3 separate regions of the Mus musculus genome follow, and regions 1 and 2 are each linked to region 3. The links are chromatin contacts, called in public HiChIP or PLAC-seq maps. All regions are on one chromosome and are shown on one strand. The core of a region is the stretch at or near the end of the contact, and the rest is flanking DNA. Distances in the headings are between cores, read along the strand shown.

Region 1 (3,602 bases), core at 837-3,336, 110 kb before region 3:
TCACAGGGATAAGTTAAGTCGTGAATCTATCCATCACACAATCTTGTCCTTGAGTATTTGTGGATCTTCCCAGAGCAAGAGTGCATAGAGGAGTTAGACTGCTAAGTATAAACAAGATGTAGCCTTTTAGACCATCAAGAAATGCCTATGAGCCTAAGATCACACACTGAATGGCAGCCTTTAGATGACTGAGTCCCACTGAAATACTCCCCCTACTGCATTGATGGTCTCTAATGACCCCAGTGGAATTTAGGAACAGATTCCATGAATACAAAACACTGTTAGAATTAGTCTTATCTTGACAACCAGTTGTCACAAAGTCCCAGGTTTGTTGAGATCCGGTTCTACAGAGCTGGCTCTCAGGGGGAAATGGATTTTGATTTCCCCATTGTATTCTAACTGCAGCACACTTTGGAAGGAACCATTTGTGACGAGTAAATGACAGGAGGAATAAATAATTCAGATCAGTTTTCCTTGTAAGGACTTGGAGTGTTTGCCTGATGCTCAAGGTTAGGAATTATAGCTCCAAGGGATGGAGGTCTCATTTTGAACATCCTTTATTTCTGTTAATAAAGGGGCCCTGACTTCTGCTAATAGAGTGGCCTACAGTGTTTGCCATGTGAGGGTTCATGTGGCCCAGCGTGCAAGTGCTTTGTATTTTGGATCCAGACAGACCAAGTCTAAGTTTTGGCTATCTCATTTAATTAGTTAGGAGTTTCGGGGATACTTATTTAATTGCTTTGGAACTCGATTTTCTGGACTGCAAAAGACAGGAGAGCAATCATAGTTATCTTAGAGGTACAGGAAACCTGGGTCTAAAGCATACTTAGAGCACTTGAATTTTCAGCAAGTGTCTGTTATTAGGACTTTTCTCAGAAAATAATGCTAGCCTTCACAGAGTTGGCCAGTGGATTCGGAAAGATGAACAGTGTTAAGCATTTAGTGCCCTCTGTGCTGGTATAGGGGTGTGAAGGTAACAGTTTAACACGACTTGTTTATTAAGGATCCAGGCTTGATAATTCTGCTGTCTCTTGGAGTATCTGTTCCTTCCAGCTCTCCAGGGTAGGGCCTTAGCTCATCTGTGATCTGCTTCTCCCTGAACCAGAATCATGCACACAAGGTACGACAGTGAAATTCATCCTCCAGGTTCACGAAGCACACAGTCTGGCACGTTAGTAAATATGAGTGTTGTGGGGAGCTGGAGGCGTTATAAATCCGTTTTACAGAAGTGAGGGTGGGCGTAGAGACTGCCTGTGTGTCTAACCCTTTCTCATTGCAAATTAAACATCTTTCCTTTGATCCCATATTGTGGCAAGAAACTAACATGAATCTTTGATCCCGTGCCAGTATCTAGAGAAATTACGAGGTCTACCAGGATGGGATAATAGAGCATCATCAAGACTTCTAGCTTTGGAAATTACTTAATCTCCATTCTCAGTGGCTGCTGCTTTGAGACAGCTGTGACAGAAAGGTCCCAAGTGCTATTGAGAACAGCTCATCAGTTCAGAACAAAGCTGATTATGTAAATTGTGCATTAAGATGCAGCTCCAATTTAATTTTACTCTGTAAATAAATATCCCATTAGCATCCATCTGTTGCCAGTCAGGTGAGGCCTTCTCTAAGAGAATACGGCCAAGACCCCAGTGGCTTCTCTCTAAATGCTGATGGGGTGTGGGAGGGTGAGGATTAAGACACCCAAATTCTCTGTGTAGAACTTAATTTGGTTCTCTAAGTGGCAAGTCAGCTATGAGATCAATCGAGGGCAAGAAGAAGCTAGGATTGGCCAAGAACAACAGGACACCTCATCTATTTTTGGCCCTGCTCATTGAGGACACACGCAAGCCTTCTCTGATTGTTGTCTCCAAGATCAATAATAATTATAGCTCAGCCTATTCCCTCCAAAAATAAAAACATTTCAGCTGATGAGAGGCGAGCACTAAATTAGCGCGCCAGCTCTTCTGGCTGCAGGGCAATTTATCAGGCAAAGCCGTTCTTGTGAGCATCGTCTTTGCTGAACCTGAGGATACAGCTCCCCCATCAGCACAGGGAGTGTTGGACAATGGTACTGGCTGGCTGCCAGCACCAGAGGGAGGGTGGCAGGGAGAGCGCATGTTTCCTCTCTTGAGCTGTGCTGCCCAGGTTTCAGGAGGCTGAGTTGTAGAAGCTTCTGCTATTTCCACAGTAATCTATCAACACAAGGAGCAGAAGCTGTGCCACTATTCACCCAGCGGAGGATTAAAACCTGTGGTGTGTTTGGGTAGTGCTGCTGCTATGAGGAGCGGGACTGGTAAGAGGCTGGGCACAAACCCAGGAGACCCATTGTGGCCTATGCACTCTAACACTTAAGGCGTTTTCCCCACAGTTAGTGACTGCTGCGGCTGGCTAAGGACATCCCGGGAGAAATACGAAGAGGCTCTTCAGCAAGGCAACTAGACACGATGCTATGAGCATCAACAAAGGCTTTTGAACGTGCCATTAAAAGAAGACAAAAGTAATTCCTCCCTCCAAGTAATGAGGCCCATGGATTCCAAAGAAGATCTGTCTCCCCCACATTCTTTTCTCCACTGGAGGCCAAGTTGGAAGTCAGAGCATCTGCCCCAGCATCCCTAGTGCAGAGAGAGGACTAAGCTCCTCCCCTTTTCCTCTTCTTGTATCGAAGTTGATTCTGATGCCAGACTCCACTACCTGCCACTATCATGGCTGTGCTGTGACCCTTGTTGCCTGTTTTGATTGGGGCTATTGTGGCTCAGAGTAATAGAACTCTTGACAGTTGTTTAAAATTGATATTTTCCTTTCTCACATAACATTTCAGAGGCAGTCGGGTCAAGACTAGCACAGCAATTCACCATTGCTGTTAGGGCCAGCTCTTTCCTTCTGTCCTCACAGCAGATTGAGGTGTTGCCTCAAGATAATGATTTTATGATCTTGTCTCCAAACAAACAAAATCAAAACACACACACACACACACACACACAAAATGAAAATGATGAGTGTTTTTATTTTACATAATTTCAAAATATTGTTAATTTCGAACCATTAATGAATTATATTTGCATTTCAGTACTAACTCTTCATGATTCCGTATATTTTACACTCCAAGACTCTCAGTTTGGACTATCCATGTATCAATCTCTCCCAGTACTTGCAGCTAGTGGGGCCCACACTAGACTCAGCAGCTCTATAGTGCTCTACCCAAATACATGCTCAGCCTGCAAAGTAGCTCTCCCCCCACCCCAGCCACTACTGTACTTTATTGACTACAACAGTTTGAGAGGGCTCATCTAACTACACGGATCTGTGAGGCATCCTTTTCCCTTCTGTTTTTAATCTGAGTTGGGAAGAGCTGGACCAGCAGGCTTTCCTTGCTCAGCCTGTCCTTCCCTGGACAATTCCACCAGGCGATCTCTCCTCTGATGTGAGAGTCTCCCAGCCCAGCGGTCTCTTTTGCTTGAGTCCATCCTTGCTGGGTCAGGAACATACTACATCCCATTATCTAGAAGGAACCAGTGCCTTATCTAAAAACAAACATCTGACTTCTATGGTAAATGCTAATATAGGAGATAACTGGGCAGGTGGAGGAAGCCAGAGGCCAGGGGAGAATT
Region 2 (3,870 bases), core at 482-2,981, 79 kb after region 3:
CCATTCTTTCCTTCCTCTTCTCTCTTCTCTTGTTTCTTTCTTTGCTATTCTTCTCTTTCTCATGTTGCTTTCCTCCTCTCTTCCTTCTCTTCCTCTTCTCTACTTTTCTCTCTGTAGCCCTCACCAGACCTGAAACTGTAGTGCCAGGGAAATTTTAGTAGTCTCCCAAAAACCAGACAGGAGCTGATCGGATGCAACTCACAGCAGGGCCTTTATTATATTTGAGCAGGATGGTTTTGGTGGTGGGGGAGCCCCAAATGTCTATCCAGGCAAGGCTTTATCGTAGGCAGCAAGCAGGGAGTATGTGTGCAAGCATCTCATTGGAAAGCTGCTGTGGCCTTTAACATAACTAGCTGGTACTGGGAGTCACGTCATAAACTTAATTTCTGCATTGGTGGTCATTAGGCAGGGGGTGGACTTGTCACCTGGGGGTGCAGGTTTGTTGGGGGAATAACCTGGAGACGCTAGTCTTGTTGAGGGTCTAACCTAGAGATGCTGGTCTTGTTGGTGATTAGCCTGGAGACTGGAGCTAGGCTCGGGTTTTGCTGGGGGGCAACTTGGAAACTAATGCTAGGTACCAGCCTGTTAGTTTACCTGAGTTCAAACTTAGATCAGCTTCTCTAAAATGGAGTCTGAACTTAAAAGACTTGGCCTCTCAAACCCACTGTAGACACCGTGCCTTTGAGCTTCCAAAGCTCTGAACAGAAACCTTTTCTTCTCAAGAGGTAATTGCCGCAAGCTCCTCACCATGGCAACACCAGCCAGCTAATACAAGTGACTTGTTCCAGGTCACCGAGGGCATGACGTAAGAGGAGGGCAGACCCACACAGACAATCTGGACCCAAAGTGACCTTTGGTCTAATAGCTCTCACCTGTGACCCCGAAACAGATCACCAGCATGACCTGGGGGTTTATTAGACACAAAACTGCTGAGCCACACCTGGTAGTGTACACCTGTAATGCCCACACCGACCGGAAGTATAGGCAGGAGCAAGTTCAAGGCTGGCTACTTGAGAACTGGCTTCAAAAGCGTGCGTGAGTGTGTGTGTGTTTGTTGGAGTGCGTGTAGGAGGCAAACACCTGTGCTTTATCCCTTAGACTCTGGGGGTTGGGCTATCAGTGTGTTCTCAAGTCATCTGGGGATTCTGAGTCCACGGAAGCCTAAGTGACACTGCCTGCATCATTTCCAGTAAATCCAGGGTCTCATTTCCTTACCAACCTACGTGAAATTGACTAAAGCCGATAGCATCTTGTTTTTGAGGGTATTGGAAGGAAATTGACGGAGAGTATTGATGTGGAGGTAAAGAGGGACTGGGTGGGAACACAGGGGCTCCTTCCAGTTAAAGAAGAGGAGAACCACAGGCGCCAGGGAGAAACCCAGGTCTCAAACTGGCATTTTCCCTGCCCCTTGCCTTTGACCTGCTTATGCAAAATGCCTTCTTAAAGCCTCTATTAGATCGCTGGCTCCAAGGCAGGGCCTCGGACATTAATAATGCAGACCTGCGCAAAAAGCCTGGGTGCTCTTCTTCCTTTAATTTTATTCTGCATTTTTCATTCACACACACACACACACACACACACACACACAGAGGAGTCTTATATTTGAATTAACCATTCATTTTCCAGGTCTATTTCTGGAGTGCTATAAGCCAAACTAGTACTTCTCAGAGTTGCTCTTTGAGTCAGCACTGCACAGTCTGGGAGAAGCATTCACGGATACAGCCTTACCTGGCTCCAGGGGCTGTGTGACACAGCGACCCAGATGCTGGTGTTTCTGCCTCTCAGGACTGACTCCTGTTGGCAGCCTCCCTGTTCCCCTTTCATAATGGGCCTCACTTCATCCAGGTCATTCATTCATTCATTCATTCACTCAGTCATTCATTCATTCCAAGACTATCCTTCACATTTTTTGCCCAAATCGAATGGCTGCCTCTTCCTGCTTCCCCTCCCCCAAGGACCCTTCAGGCTACACAATACTAAACTTCCCTGCCTGGAGATCCAAGGACACGGGGTTTTCAAGATCAGGAGCAGAGTCCTCTGTGAGTTGTCCCAGCCTTAACCATCCTAAATGCCCCCAGGGGAATGGGCAGAGGGAGAACCCCTGGATGAAGCCCAGCAGTCAGGAAATGAGTTCTCACGAGACTCTGAGCCTCTTGGCTCTGCTTAAACAGTGAACTTGAGAAGCACCTGGGAGGGTATCTCTGGCTCTAGACAGGGAGTGGGTGGAGCAGCCACAATGACCTTGGCTGATGGTAGCAGCAGGCTGTGAGACTGGAGAAGAGCTGAGCAGGTAGAGGGAGGCATCCTGACATGCTGAAGGCCACACCCTAAAGACTGGACCTCCCCCCCCCCCCCAAGACCCCAGGCTTCCTGCTCACAGTACCTTTTCTACCTGTTTGTCTTGAAAGTGAGCATTTCGATTGCTTTTGGAACAAGATTAAAATCCCCACTCTGAGAGAAACCCAGCTTTCACCCAGCACTCCCAAACTCTGAAACCTGTGCTCAGTCAAGAGTCCAATTTGTGGGCCCAGTGCAGGCTGTTGCCAGGTCTAAGGGATAGGTTCTCCCCTTTTTCCAAGATAGGGTTATTGAGCCTAAAAGGCACCTTCGGAGAACACATACATCTCCAGTGGCGATCCCTCACTCCCCAGGGAGGAAAAGCACCTGCCACAATACTGTGTGTCCTGTGTTGGGATGTTCTAAGCCACTAAGATTTACCCACCCCTTCCCCCAAGTCTCCTTTAAGGTAATGAAGCTTACGATTCTAAGACACTAGGCTTGTTGAAAGATGCAGTGGGTAGTGATTCTCCCACTGTTAGGGGCTCAGACTCCCCTGGAGTACTTAGGGGTCCACGGATGTTTTCTCAGAGTTTTCATATTGCAGAGGTAGGGGATGGTGTCCAGGGGTTAGCATTTCCTCCCAAGCCATGCCGGATCCCCATCGCTCCCCTTACTCGGCGGCCTGGAGTGAGAGAGATGCGTTAGTCAGCAGAGCTTTGTGTAACCGAGATTTGGATTATGCATTGGGAAAACAACGAAGATAACTGCACCTGCCCCTCGGGGCTTCTTTCAAGCTGGCCAGCTTTCCTAGGAAGCACCAGACAAGTGCATTTTCTAGGCTCCGAGCGCCTGAACAGTCTCCTTAGCAGCCACTCAACGGCGCCACCTTAGGAAAGTGGCCATGGTCTTCAGAAGTGCAGGACTGGCCATAGTCCAGAGGCAAAAATAGGCAAAGAGGAGGAGGATTCAGACCTTGGCAGGGGGTTGCCAACTCCTGATTTAGCAGAAACAAGAAATGTCTGTAAAAGTCAAGCTTTCTGCTAAGAGCTGTCCAAAGAACGAAGTGGCCACTGCCCAGCCTATGTGGCATCAACACAAAAACCCAGCTCTCACCTCAAAGAGAACAAGAGGAAGTTTTATTCTAGAGCCAAGTATGCATGGCCACGGCCCAGAAACACAGCTTCTGGTTAGCTCAGACCCCATGTTCCAACACGGTGCCGGGTTCATGGGGTTTTTATAGTTATAGAACAAAGTTATAAATCAAGGCACTTTTCAAATGCATTGCTGGAGACATTGGGTAGGTAGGTTAGACCAGGGTGGGAAAAACCTCTGCTATAGGCCTTAGATACTGTCTGATAATATTTTTAGCTTTGGGGTTGGTAGAAGCCAGGGATCTGTTAATATATTCTAAAAGGACTACAGGAGACTGAGTGGGCTCACACTGCAACATAAACCCTTGAAGGTCAGGTAACAGATGAGCGACTGGATGCAGGAAGGAGATCCTCTGCCCAGGGTCAGCACCACTGTCCACTCTGCTAGCATTGCATATTAGTGACATTTCACTCTGGTACTCAGGAAGAGCCAACATGT
Region 3 (4,012 bases), core at 377-2,876:
CATCACGTTGCCCCTGGAATATGACCTCAGAGGCTCCAGACAGCTGTCAGTTTAAAGACTTCCAGGAATGGAGGTGGGGAACGCTTATAAACACAGGTCTGCAGCAAGAGGATTAAGGACCATGCATCTGATCATGAGAGTTTATTGTACAACATCGACATCGCACCCACCACAAGCATCGCTCAACACTGCTGGACCACAGTGGTCAGAATCACAGCTTCGGTCTCCAGGAGACAGTCCCACACTCAGTTGCAGACACAGCCCCTCCCCCTGTCCCTCAGTCTCCCAGTACAGTGAAGGTAGGCAAGCAAGCGGCAATCTAATCTAGAGTCCTGCGTTTTAGTTGATTTTCAGACCATTCCACCTCCAGGGAGTTCAGTTGCGCTGTCCCAGCATGCCCTTTCCCCACTCCCCACCTCCCCGGCATCCCTAGGCAGTGTCTCTTCATTAATTTCCTCATCTGCACCCTGACATGGAGAGGTCCTTCTGGCCCTGCATTTTGGCTTAGAACATTGACGTGAAGGGATGAACACGGTGAAAGCAGCACCGAGCGAGCAGGTGAGGCAGCCACTGGCAGGCAGCTCAGCAGCCAGCCGCCTGCAGGCTCCAGGCAGCCGCTGCAGCTCCTAGCTGGTTTCATTATTACACAATTGAAGCGAAGCCCTCCTCTGACTGCTCTCAGAGGAGGCTCACATCTCCTTGGCAGGAGGGAAAGGAGCTAAACTCCTCCCAGCAACTCAGACAGACAGACAGACAGACACAGACAGACAGTCTCTCTCTCTCTCTCTCTCTCTCTCTCTCTCTCTCTCTCTCTCTCTCACACACACACACACACACACACACACACACACACACACACACACACTTTGACACAGTTTGAGGACAAGGGCTAACTCTTGCAGAAACGGCCCCTTGCCAACTCCCGGGTCCTGTATCAGAGCTCCCCAGTCCTGAAGCTACTTCTGCACAGCCAAATCCTTGCATTGCACTGACCGGCGGGACAGACAGCAATTTGGGTAACTTTTCAGATTTTTTTTGTTCTCCTCGGCACTGGCCCACAAATGCTTGGGAGGGAGGTAAGGACACCTCTACCCTTCTCTTCCCTTCACCCTCCCTTTTGCCCCTCCCCCTGCCCCCTCTGCCCCTCCACCCCCGACTCCCCTGACTCCCCTCGGAGGACCGTGTGAGGAAGACACTATATGCCTGCTCTTCTGGTTGCTTGCCAGTCCAGAAAACACCACACAGTCACAGTAACAGCACCAAGCTATCCAGAGAGCGAGCATGAGGCAAGCATCCCCTGAGACCCCGGGATCCTAGCACCAGCAAACTGCCTGCATGAGCTCCCTGATAGAAGTCTCCTGAGAAAAGGCTAGAGCCCCCGCGGAGATGGCAGAAAGCACGAGAGGAAGCGACTCACCTTTAGGTTGTGCGTGGGGTTGACCACACAGACAAGTTGCCCAGCAGCAGAGAAAACCCGTTTAGCCTTGTAGTGCTGAAACCGGAGGTGAATGAGATCCAACACAGCCCCAAAGCACTGTGTAAAGAAAAGCATCACAACTTTTGGGGGGTTGTTGACACAGGAAGGCAGCGGAGGAAGCTGTAAGTCCTTGGGCTCTGAATGGAGCACAGCCTCGGAGACTCTCCGTTCCAGCCCGGCTTAGCGCGCCTTCATATTCATCATCAAAATAAGACGGTTAGAATCTTGCAGCAGCGAGGCAGCCAATCAAAAGGACAGAAATGTTATCCTTGAGGTTCAGAGACAGCCAATAACAAATACCTCCCCTACTGAAACTCCCTGATGAATTGAGCCTGGCGGAGAATGTATTATTGAACATTACCATAGATCAGCACACTGCATTTATCTTGTGATTACAGCCAACCATACATAATGCTGGGGAGATAGGCTGACAAAATTGATTGCTTAATGTGTCTCCATTTATTAATTGACTTAATTTAACATGAGAGCCTTTCTTAGTGCCCTGAACAAAACCCCCATCCAAAAAAGGAAAAAAATATAAAACATTTCCACCTCCAAACAGGAAAGCTTTGTGCTCCAACAGGCAGATGGGGTCGTCAGCTTGTGGCTCTACTCACGGAGCTGCCTGGAGAAAATCAAATACTACAAGATACTGATTCAAGATAAGAATTTGGCAGCCGCAGAAATGTGTATCTTTCAGTCTTATGCTCTGACTCTCTGCAATTTGGACTGTAGCCTCTTGATAAATCTAAACTCACTGTTCTTTAAGAAAAAAAGAATCCGACAGATGAATTTGGAATTGAGGAGGGACATGCATATAGTATATATATTTCAAAATACAGTAATCACTGAACTCTCTTTTATTAAAGCATAAAGATGCACAGAGCACGCTTCTAAAAATAATGAAATCCCTGATGCACGAACACACACACATAGAAAAACCTACAGGGGGAAGAAAGTGGATTGTACATCAGCAGAATAATTACAGATGCAGAGAACCTAGGCTTGTCACTCATTTGCATATTTGTGGGCAGCAAATTGCTAATTAACCAGTAGATTGTTGGAGACATTAAAATAGAGATTAGGAATACACACAGCACAACACTTGTTTGTCTGAATGCCAGCAGCAGCAGCAGCAGCAACAGCAGCAGCGCAGATAGGCAGAGACCAGTCTAGTCAGTAGCTGCCACAGAGCACTGCCAACCCCGTGCCGGGGCAGGCTCTGAGGCCACCCACAGGGTCCTGAAGGACAGCTCCTAAAGGCTTTGGGCTTGCAGGGAATAAGTTCCATGGTTTATTTAGTCTCTGCCACGAAAGCCCAAGAACTGGGAATAGTGAGTTTTAGTTCTTTGGCTGCTTCTACACTGAGTGGTCAGATAGACTGAGCTGAAGCCATTGGTATGAGGCTGTGGCTCCTTCCTGGACCCTCACACACGTCTCCAGGATATCTACAAACACAGTCAAGCAGCACAAAATTGTAAACTTGCTTGAAGCATCGTGAGACTAAAACAAAACAAAACAAAACAAAACACACACACACAACACTCTACCTCACTGTTGACAGTATGAACTTTGTACATGACAACATCTGTCTTGATGACAAAAAGTCACATGTGTTGGTGTCACAGGGCCCACACTGCAAGAGATATAAACTCTGATGACAAGACACCCAAGTCTGTGACCCGGTTGGGCACTTAGGATAAGAACACAGTAAAATACAGCAGAAAAGAAGGTGCCCAGGTTTAGGAAAGCCAAGCAGAGTCTGGGTTGATTTTAACTTGATTTTAAAAAAATCAAATCAAATCTAGAGCAGTGGTTCCCAATCTTCCTAATGCGGCGACCCTTTGACTCAGTTCCTCACATCATGGTGACCCCGCCGCCCCACCAACCATAACATTATTTTGTTGCTACTTTGTAACTGTTGTACATTGTAATGTAAATATCTGTATTTTCCAATGGTCTTAGGCAACCCCAGTGAAAAAAGGTCCTTTGATCCCTAAAGGGTCATGACCCACAGGTTGAAAACTGGTGATCTCAAAGAACAAGCTGGCTAACAGATAAATAGGATGCTGATGTTTGTATTCAAACAATAAGTGCACTTGCAAAATAGATGACACTATTGTGGAGGCCAACAAGAGCTTGCAGACAGGAGCCTGATATAGCTGTCTCCTGAGTAGCTCTGCCAGTGCCTGACAAATACAGAAGTGAATGCTCACAGCCATTCATTGGAAGGAGAACAGGGTCCCCAATGAAAGAGCTAGAGAAAGTACCCAAGGAGCTGAAGGGGTTTGCAGCATGATAGGAAGAACAACAATATGAACTAACCAGTACTCCCAGAGTTCCCTGGAACTAAACCACCAACCAAAGAGTACACAGGGAGGGACCCATGTCTCTAGCTGCATAGGATGGCCTAGTTGGACATTAATGGGAAGAGGGGCTCTTGGTCCTGTGAAGGTTCTATGCCCCAGTGTACGGAAATGCCAGGGCCAGGAAGTGGGAGTGGGTGGGTTGGTGAGCAGGGGAACGGGGGAGGGG

What was found. HiChIP or PLAC-seq counts read pairs in DNA pulled down with a chosen protein or histone mark.
Region 1: an H3K4me3 HiChIP or PLAC-seq map of embryonic forebrain shows a contact between it and region 3, with 3 times the contacts expected there. The contact joins the enhancer-like site here to the promoter of Siah3 in region 3. A contact is called at or near these places in 5 of 39 promoter capture datasets (HPC-7-derived erythroid cells, cranial neural crest, epiblast stem cells and 2 more), 5 of 484 Hi-C or Micro-C datasets (the G1E-ER4 cell line, the N1E-115 cell line, Th1 cells and 2 more), 4 of 115 datasets of contacts at active chromatin or transcription factors (CD8 T cells, astrocytes, embryonic forebrain and 1 more) and 2 of 9 other capture datasets (adipose tissue and liver).
Region 2: an H3K27ac HiChIP or PLAC-seq map of embryonic stem cells shows a contact between it and region 3, with 8 read pairs. The contact joins the enhancer-like site here to the promoter of Siah3 in region 3. A contact is called at or near these places in 4 of 484 Hi-C or Micro-C datasets (cerebral cortex, nephron progenitors and neural progenitor cells), 3 of 115 datasets of contacts at active chromatin or transcription factors (SST interneurons, embryonic stem cells and neural progenitor cells) and 3 of 9 other capture datasets (adipose tissue, liver and pancreatic islet).

The regions. Positions count from the first base shown.
Region 1 is chr14:75,564,420-75,568,021 of GRCm38.p6, reverse strand. No RefSeq gene overlaps it. Among named protein-coding and RNA genes, the nearest start is that of Gm36060, 13 kb to the right of the region's middle. Within about 2 kb of position 2,086, at least 32 of the 459 cell types and tissues checked have an H3K27ac peak or open chromatin away from gene starts, as enhancers often do. A contact at or near this core is called in the N1E-115 cell line, embryonic forebrain, forebrain and 1 more, where this site is marked.
Region 2 is chr14:75,374,727-75,378,596 of GRCm38.p6, reverse strand. No RefSeq gene overlaps it. Among named protein-coding and RNA genes, the nearest start is that of Siah3, 79 kb to the left of the region's middle. Within about 2 kb of position 1,731, at least 25 of the 459 cell types and tissues checked have an H3K27ac peak or open chromatin away from gene starts, as enhancers often do. A contact at or near this core is called in embryonic stem cells and pancreatic islet, where this site is marked.
Region 3 is chr14:75,453,596-75,457,607 of GRCm38.p6, reverse strand. It overlaps Siah3 (siah E3 ubiquitin protein ligase family member 3), which reads right to left and starts at 1,626. Exons shown (of 2, transcript NM_001128093.1): 1 at 1,418-1,626. The coding sequence starts at 1,552. Gm41212 (a long non-coding RNA gene) reads left to right here. Exons shown (of 2, transcript XR_874827.2): 1 at 1-1,016.